Regions from separate parts of the Capsicum annuum genome. Here region 1 is linked to region 2. The links are chromatin contacts, called in public Hi-C maps. All regions are on one chromosome and are shown on one strand. The core of a region is the stretch at or near the end of the contact, and the rest is flanking DNA. Distances in the headings are between cores, read along the strand shown.

Region 1 (4,346 bases), core at 1,690-4,189, 300 kb after region 2:
TCAACTTCACAAAACATCAAATTGCTATCACACATTTAAAAAAATACACAAAAAAAATGAGAAAACACAAACATGGATATAAAAAAGAAAAACTAGAGAGAAAATGAAAAGATGAAGAGAACTTACTGCAGAATCTCGAAGTAATATGCATTAATTGAGAAAGGATCTAGAGAGCTGCGACTTTAGATATGAGGAGTGGTGAAGAGAACAATGTTTTAGGGTAAACATGAAGGTAATTTTGGAATATGTGAAAATTTCAAGGGACATAGATGCTTTTTACTTGGTCAAACCATAATGGCTTATAAGCCAAAACTAAAAACGTAGAGGGTCCTTTACTTTTAACTTTTGACTTTTACAAAGCAAATTTTAACCTTTTAAGTGATTTTGTAAGTTGTGAAGCTCTTCAAATAGTAAAAAATGGTTAAAAACTATTTTGATCAACTTTTCATTTCAAACAGGCACTAAGAAGGAAATTAATTGGTGATAAAAAAATTTTAAAACTTAAAAAGAGTGACATGAGTCTTAATTATTGAGTAGAGTTGACAATTTTAAGATTAGTGTTAATAATCCTAATTTTAAAACTCTCAAGTTTCATTATTTACACAATGACCCTATTTTTACCACCCCCATCCCATCCTTCTTCAACCGTTCTATTGCCACCGCAACCACCATCATCTTCTCTCCGTTATCATCAATACACCTCCTTCTCTTCCTCTTTAACCACCATTTCATCTCTCTTACACAATTACCTATTCCTCTTCCTTTATCACTACCACCAACACCACCATTTTCTTCTTCTACACCACCAATATTACCACTTCCTCCTCTGCCATAACTATCATCTTCTTCTTCATCGATTTTTCTACCACATCTTTTGCTAGAAAAGCAAGCAGTTGTCCAAGTTGCTGCAACAACTGTCCTAATTGTTACAACATAACGGTAGCTATTGTAGCACCTACAATAAATACTGCAACAATTGTCACAGCTATTATAATAACTACAACAATTGCTGCAACACAATAATTATAATAGTTGTTGCAGCAACTATCGAGTTACTGCATCAACTACCGAGTTGCTATCTGCACTTACTACCCACAGTTGCTGTAACTAAGGATGGACATTCGGTTTGTTCGATTTGGTTGTTTAATATCGGTTTGATTTTTTAATTTTTGGATTGAAGAAAATGCCAACCGTAATCAAACTGAAATAAATTTGGTTTGGTTCGATTTGTACAAATTCGATTTGATTATTTTAAATTTTGATTTTGATTTTGAAGATTAAAGTAGTGAGCCTTTCTTTACTATGACTAACCATTTAAAATTAATGATTTTTTAGAAAAATAATTTTTTTAAACCTATTTTTCATTCCCAAATATAAATAACTCAACATGTATGAAATGAAATGAAATAACTATAAGTTTTACATAATACATAACTGAAAATGAAATGAAATAACTATAAGTTTTACATAATACATAACTACATATATATAATTTTGATTTTTCGATATAACCAATTTTTTTTTGAAAAACTAAAAATCGAATCAATTAACTGAATTTCTAAAATTTGAATTTGATCCAAAGAATTGAAAAATGAAATCAAAATTAAATTTCGATTTGAATTTTCCCATTTTTTCGGTTTGAATCAAAATATGTCTAGTCCTAGCTGCAATTACTACCACACTCGTTGCAACAACTATCATACTTAATGTAGCAACTATCACAGTTGCTATAGAAACTACCCAATTATTGTAGCAACTACCGCAGTTGTTGAAGCAACTATCGTAGTTGCTTGATTTTTTGCATAATTTCTTCAAACATCTAAAGAATATCATTTTTTTAAAGTTCTCAAAATTAAAAGAAAATAATTTATAAAAATAAAAATAAAAAGAGAAAGAGAATAGCAAGAAGAATAATGCAATAAAAAAGATGAACGTCTTAGTAGCGATGATTGTGAGAAAAAAATGACAAAGAAAAAGTAGAAAAAAGATGAAGGAAAAGAGAAATATGAGAGAGAAAAAAGAGGAAAAAAAAGAAAGAAATATTAATAAGATAAGGTAGGGGAAAGTTTTAAATTTTAAAATTTGAATTGAGAGGGAATTCTTTTTAAAGTTTAAAAGTTTTCAAAATTACACTTCACACATAAATTAGCTTAATCAAACATTAATTGAAAATTTCACCTTAATTGCTCAAAATTGTCACCTTTTTAAATTTCAAACTTATTTGTCTCCTACCACTCAATTGTCTTAAAGAAAGCCAGCTAAGAAATTTAGGGGTCGTTTAATTTGAAAACAAGTTATGCCGAGACTAGTTATGTTGAGATTAATTATCCTGAAATTAGTTATTTCGATATAATTTTTTAGTGGTTGTATGATTTATAGTACTAAAAATAATACTATACATTACATTCTTTCTAAGAATATATTATTATTTATAGAAATATCTTTCACCTTCTATATGTGAAAAGTTATAATCGAAGGATTTGAAGGATAATTTTGTTATTTTATGACTTTATGTGAAGATGAATTATTTAGAAATTATTATACCAAAAGGATGTAATAACCTTATCCCTCCGTCCCAAATTGAAATGGCACAACTATTAAGAAAACAATGATCGATAATGTAACTTTATCATTTTACCCCTGTTAATTGTGTCATGTTGTTAATTCTAATATTGACGGAGTTATTATATGGATGGTACCAAAATATTTTTTGCATGAATAATTAGGATCATACGATTACCAAATTTCTTATAATATTTTTCAAGATTTGATAATTCAATGCTAGTAATAAGGAATAATCAATTATTAAGGGTATAATAGAAAAAAATTATTTTATCTTAATTAATAAAAAAATAAATAAAATAAAAAATTAAATAAAAAAATTTAAAATGAATAATTTTAGAGGATAGAAGCATATCCATACTATTTAATCTCATAATATAATAAATTATTTCAAATTTGCAATCAAACAAGACAACAATTTTATCTGTGAATTATCTTTTATTCTGAAACTATTTATCGGAATATCCCGCACCAAACGACCCATTAGAGGTGAAGTGGGACCGTGTTGCGTTGGTGTTTCTGTTCTTGTTCCTTTTATCTTATCTATATCTACCCAAAGAAGCTGGCGAGTAACGAATTATTCATTTCCTGAGATTACCAAAAATGGCTTCTTTGGCACGGCAGTTCGTTGGGTTGAAGTGCCCACCAATTTCAACAAAGAAGCTTGTCAATCGCATCAATCATCAGAGTAAGCAGCAGATCCAAAAGGCAAGAATAGCAGCACAAGCTTCTGCAGCAGTGGTCACAAATGCACAAACGAGAGAAAGACTAAAGCTTAAGGAGATATTTGAGGATGCCTATGAGAGATGTCGCACTACACCTATGGAAGGTGTTGCCTTTACTGTTGATGATTTTCATTCTGCCCTTGAAAAATATGATTTTGATTCCGAAGTTGGTACCAAGGTTGAATTTCTTCTTTTCTCTTTCTCAACTAATTTTCTACTAATTGAGTGTTGTTTTTTCCCTCAAATTGTAAAATGATAAACACAATGCTATGAGGTGTCTATTTTGTATTCGATTGAAATCTGTTATTTTGTAGACAATAGTAAATCGTATTCTTTAGTCTATCACTGGATTTTTGAGATTAGCTTGGTTAGTCAAAAATGGCTTATAGCTCAAGTATAAAAGTTACTACTCTGATTGTCAACAGCGAACGAAAAGTTTGATTTTTGTCTGTTTAGGTGAAAGGAACAGTTTTTTCTGTAGAAGCAAATGGAGCTCTAGTTGACATCACTGCAAAATCATCTGCATACTTGCCTATACGTGAGGCCTCACTTCACACCATCAAACATGTAGAGGAAGCCGGAATATTTCCTGGCTTGCGTGAGGAGTTTGTCGTAGTTGGTGAAAATGAAGCTGATGATAGTTTGGTTTTGAGTTTGCGATCAATTCAGTATGACCTTGCATGGGAGAGATGCAGGCAGCTACAAGCTGAAGACGTAGTCGTCAAAGGCAAGGTATGTGTTTCCTCTAAATTATTAATACCAGAAATGAAATTCTATGATGACTTGGAATGTCACTGTGTATCATGATTTTGGATCTTATTTTTTTATTAACCAACACTAGGCATACCTTCTTGCTGTCATCTCTGCATAGCACACTGCTTTAGCAGGGCATTCACTTCTATGTCAATGATCCAAGTCTTGTTTCTGTCGATGGTTTTGCAGTTGGTCGGCGCAAATAAAGGTGGAGTGGTCGCTCTGGTCGAGGGCCTTCGTGGTTTTGTTCCATTCTCCCAGATATCAACGGTTAGTTATACATTCATCGCATAAGTTATAATCTAT
Region 2 (4,397 bases), core at 620-3,119:
TCTAAGTCAGCCCTTTTAACGATGTGGCACCGTGTGATTGGATTACCTTTCCACGTAGGCGCGTGTGAAACTCACGCATGGGGTTGCAAAATCGAAGGTCATATTTGTTCAGGTTTTGAATAGTTAAAGGTCCTATTTGTGCACTATCAAAGTTTAAGGTCATAGTTATAATTTGGTGTCAAGTTTAGGGTCATTTTTATGTATTAACTCTGTTAGTAAACTTACAATTACGATACAATACCATACTGTCAAACTAAACAATAAAATTGTTATTAAACAACAGTGAACGATATATTCCATCTAAACATCGTATTGTACTATACTATATATAGTACAATACCATACCATACAGTACCGTACATTATGAAACCATGACAAACCACCATTCAAACAAAGTGCTAGGATAAGGTGGGAGCAGCCTCTGTGGTGGACAAGATGCGGAAAACGAGATTGAGATGGTTTAGACGAGAAGATGTGCAGATGCTCCGGTGAGGAGGTGCGAGAGATTGAATATAGTAGGTACGAGGAAAAGTAGAGGTAGGTTGAAGAAGTATTGGGTAGAGTTGATTAGACTGGACATGACCTAACTTCAGGTTTATGAGGACATGACCTTAGATAGGAGGGTATGGAGGACGCTTATTAGGGTAGAAAGTTAATAGGTAGTGGAGTGTTGTCATGCTTTTCGAGGGTTTAGGCTTGTTGGTGTTTGTTGTTGTACTAGCCGTATTATTGTAAGTTTTGCTTTTTTGTTGTTTATTGTGTTCGATTAGTGCTCTATTTTGTTGTTCTTGTTCCTTTCTTGTAGGCTTTGTACTGCTTCTTTGTTATTTTCTATATTTTCATAACACCTTTGCAGTAGGTGATGAAAGCCGATTGTTATCATTCTTAATTCAATGGCAGGACTCTGAAGATGATGAACATGAAGAAACTGAAGAAGAGTTCTTGGAGAGGTGTGCCAAGACAGCGGCAGAAATGGAAAATGGAACCATAGTGGAAGAAGGAGATGTGGAAGATCAAGAGCTAGAAATTGAACTGGGTAAGCCTGCCTAATGCTCTCATTTTTAAAATAACACAAGGATGCAGACATTTGACGTGCAAGGTGACAACTATTACTTATTTGAACTGTTTTATAGTATAGAAAATCTCTTCAATCTGTTTCATAGAAAAAATCACTCAATTGTTTCATTTCTACTGACTCCAACAACATTATTTTGCTTACTTTGAAATCATAATGATTTTTGTCTTGGTTCATGAGATAATCTGCTAGTGAAAGTTTGTAATCTTAAAATGCCGAGATAGCAAAGAGACTGAGATGTCATGTTGAGAATATCTTCTGTAGGTTGTCACATTTAAATGATTATTTCTGCTTCAACAGAGAAGTCTTTTCTCTCAAGTTTCAAATGGTGGACTATACCTCAACTCATGTTGGAGTTGGCTATACACATCATTTATATCCATTCAGTGCAGATGTTACAATTAAATCAGGCTAAATATATCCTAGTTGACTTTACTTAAGTATTTACATCGTTTTTAACTGCCTTTTACGTGTTTAATATCTTCAGTCTTGATGTTCACTCTAAGATTTGTATTGTTTTTTCCCCCTTTATTTATTCAATTACTTCAGGTTGTTTGGAAGATGTGGATCTGGAGAGCACTGTGCTTTTGACAATTGAAAGATATCACCAAGTGCTTTTACGGCTACAGTTGTCACCAGAACTGATTTTGAGTTTCTTGGAAGTCTTTCCTGAATGTAAATTATACTTCCGACAACCTATATAGCATGTGATACATATGATGCTCTCGGCATTCTTATTTCTTTTATAGCTCTGATTGCTGTAGTCTTGTTGTCCGGTGTGCTGTTGGTGGCTGATTATTTTGTTTATTGTTGTAATATTTGCCGTGCTGTTGTGCTGGTGGATGTCCTGTGTTCTCTTTGTGCAAGTCTCATAACTATTGAAGTGGAATAACTCCTAGGTGGAGACGTGGAATGGGGAAGTTACCCAAACCCAAGTTTTTTAAGATTTTTACCTCAATCCAAAATTCCAAATACATGATTGCAGTTTTTTTTTTTGGGAATTTTATGTTGTTTGAATTCAAATTTTGCTGGCTTTGATTTTATTTTTGTAGATTTATAATTTTGGATTGGAATTTTCTGGTGCTTAAATGTTTAATAATATTTTATATTATAGCTAAAGTACGATTCCTTTTTCAAGTCAATTACAGTGTTCCAGTAGTAAGATTCCCTTCTCAAAGTCAATTACAGTGTTCCAGTTTTACTATATTTGCATAAATATCCTTCTGGGCTTATAATACAAAGGTGGAACACAAGGAAATTGAGTGAGTATTAATTTACATAAATGTAGATCCTAACTTTCTATTATTATATAAAATTGTCTACTGAAACTAGTTACAAATATTTTGTTTTAGATTTTCCCTCTCCAGTCTCCATATAGATATCCATATAAGTATCACACCTCCAAAATTTATGTCTAAAATCAAGCAACCATAATTAAGAGATTTCAAGGTTTGAATTTACAAATCTTATTTTATCAAGTTGTTAAACATCGTCATCTTCTTTAATTTATTTTTGAGGTTAGTTTAATTTCTTAATTTTTTCAACTTCACTAAATAAAAAATCTACGAGTTACTTGTTGCATGTGCGTAATTCTCAAAGCTTAAGCATCATAATGGAGTTTGATCTGAGTTATAGAGAAAATTATATTAAATAGCTATATTAATTTTTTAATTTAATTAAAAAGTACGTATTCTAAAATTTTCAATCAATATTTATATACATAAATACGTTAAAAAAAATTAAATGGTGATATATTACTTAAATAATTTAAATATTACCTAAAACATCAAACAAAAATGAATACAGAAGTAATTTCATAAATTAAATCACTATATATGAAAAAATTAACGACAAAAAAAATTAGACCTTCATATATTACAAAAATTCTCAACAATTTCATCCCTAATTTTATCACGCAATATCTCCATACTTGTAGAACATCTGTCTTGAATTTCTGAAGGTATACCAAAAGACTGGTCTGCTTCTTTGATCTCTGTGATGATGCTTTCGTTAGCATAATAGTTAAAGTCTTTTTTAATATATTTTTACGGTGTCAAAATTTATTACGAATAAGCAATTCATCACACACACACACACATATATACATTATATTTTAACAAATGTGTCACTTTTCATGAATTATTTATTTAAAATTAAATATTTAATTTTTTTTATATGTGATATCAAAATACAATCTTGTAACGTGATTTATCTGTCAATTGTTATCATTAATAATAATATAATAATTTATATATTCTTTAGTCATCATCATCAATGATATTTTTAAATTTATTTAAAGAAAATGAGTGAAAATAAAATAATAATATATAAATCATAAAAAATTATGACGAAATATAAAATATAAATTTTTAAAAATCAAACATTAATCAAACTTGTAAGATATGTTAATTAACTAATAAGGTATATATTATATATTTGTGTGTGTGATAGGGATATTTTTATCATAAAAAAATAATTTTCTGCTTATTTTGAGAAGCAGATTTCTGCTTCTTCCCAGAAACAGATTTCTGCTTCTGCTTATTTTTAAAATCACTTTTGCAAGTTTATCAAACACCTTTTTTTTTTTTTAAAAGTGCTTTTTTTCTCAAAATAAGTGCTTATTTTGGGAAATAAGCAATCCCAAACAGGCTATAATACATAAGATACTTATGTATATTAATATATAGTTATGTATATGAACCATTAAAATCCGAAAAAGAGAAGATTTATTAAAAAAATCGAGAGGGAAAGTAATTAAGAAGAAACTTGATGAAATTTATGAAAATTGCCCTTTTTAATAATTTTTTGGTCATTTTGTATCCATCAAAAGCACCGAATACACTTCTATATAAAATGATCAAATTACCTCATGGAAATTGCAATTACCTTTGCACACACGTTAACGGAGACGGTGTGCTTGTTTCCCAAACTTCCTCTTATATAGCTACTTGATAGCCCGTCGCTCGTGTTGCGGGCCCAATATGGTAAAAACTGTTTGATTGCAAAATTTTTAAATAATGCTCGTATATGAGATAGGTGTGAAATGAAATATACATGACATTACACGATAACTGCTTCATACCACTTCCATTTAGAATTCAGAAGCAACGTTGTTCAAGTTGTATTGGAGCAAAATGACATGATAGTAATCTAGATATTGACAAAATATGATACTCTCTGTGGTGTGATATGTTAAGCTACTACAACTGCCAATCATGCCATATGCTAACAAGCTTTTTGTGCAAGTTCAATAAGTACAATTTAATCATTAACTCCTGTCCACAAAAATAAATTACCAACAAATATATAATGTAATAACTGG

The links. Hi-C and Micro-C count contacts between places; a contact is called where the count stands out from the background.
Region 1: a Hi-C map of bud shows a contact between it and region 2, with 2.2 times the contacts expected there. The contact joins the promoter of LOC107879536 here to the enhancer-like site in region 2. A contact is called at or near these places in 2 of 5 Hi-C or Micro-C datasets (bud and placenta).

The regions. Positions count from the first base shown.
Region 1 is chr1:133,253,199-133,257,544 of UCD10Xv1.1, forward strand. It overlaps LOC107879536 (30S ribosomal protein S1, chloroplastic), which reads left to right and starts at 2,940. Exons shown (of 7, transcript XM_016726564.2): 1 at 2,940-3,465; 2 at 3,744-4,019; 3 at 4,230-4,310. The coding sequence starts at 3,166.
Region 2 is chr1:132,954,257-132,958,653 of UCD10Xv1.1, forward strand. LOC107879508 (importin beta-like SAD2 homolog) reads left to right here. Exons shown (of 21, transcript XM_016726543.2): 20 at 901-1,036; 21 at 1,625-2,049. The coding sequence ends at 1,779. It overlaps LOC107879518 (a long non-coding RNA gene), which reads right to left. Exons shown (of 4, transcript XR_007052542.1): 4 at 4,115-4,397. Among protein-coding and RNA genes, the nearest start is that of LOC107879518, 5.9 kb to the right of the region's middle. Within about 2 kb of position 1,870, at least 4 of the 5 cell types and tissues checked have an H3K27ac peak or open chromatin away from gene starts, as enhancers often do. A contact at or near this core is called in bud, where this site is marked.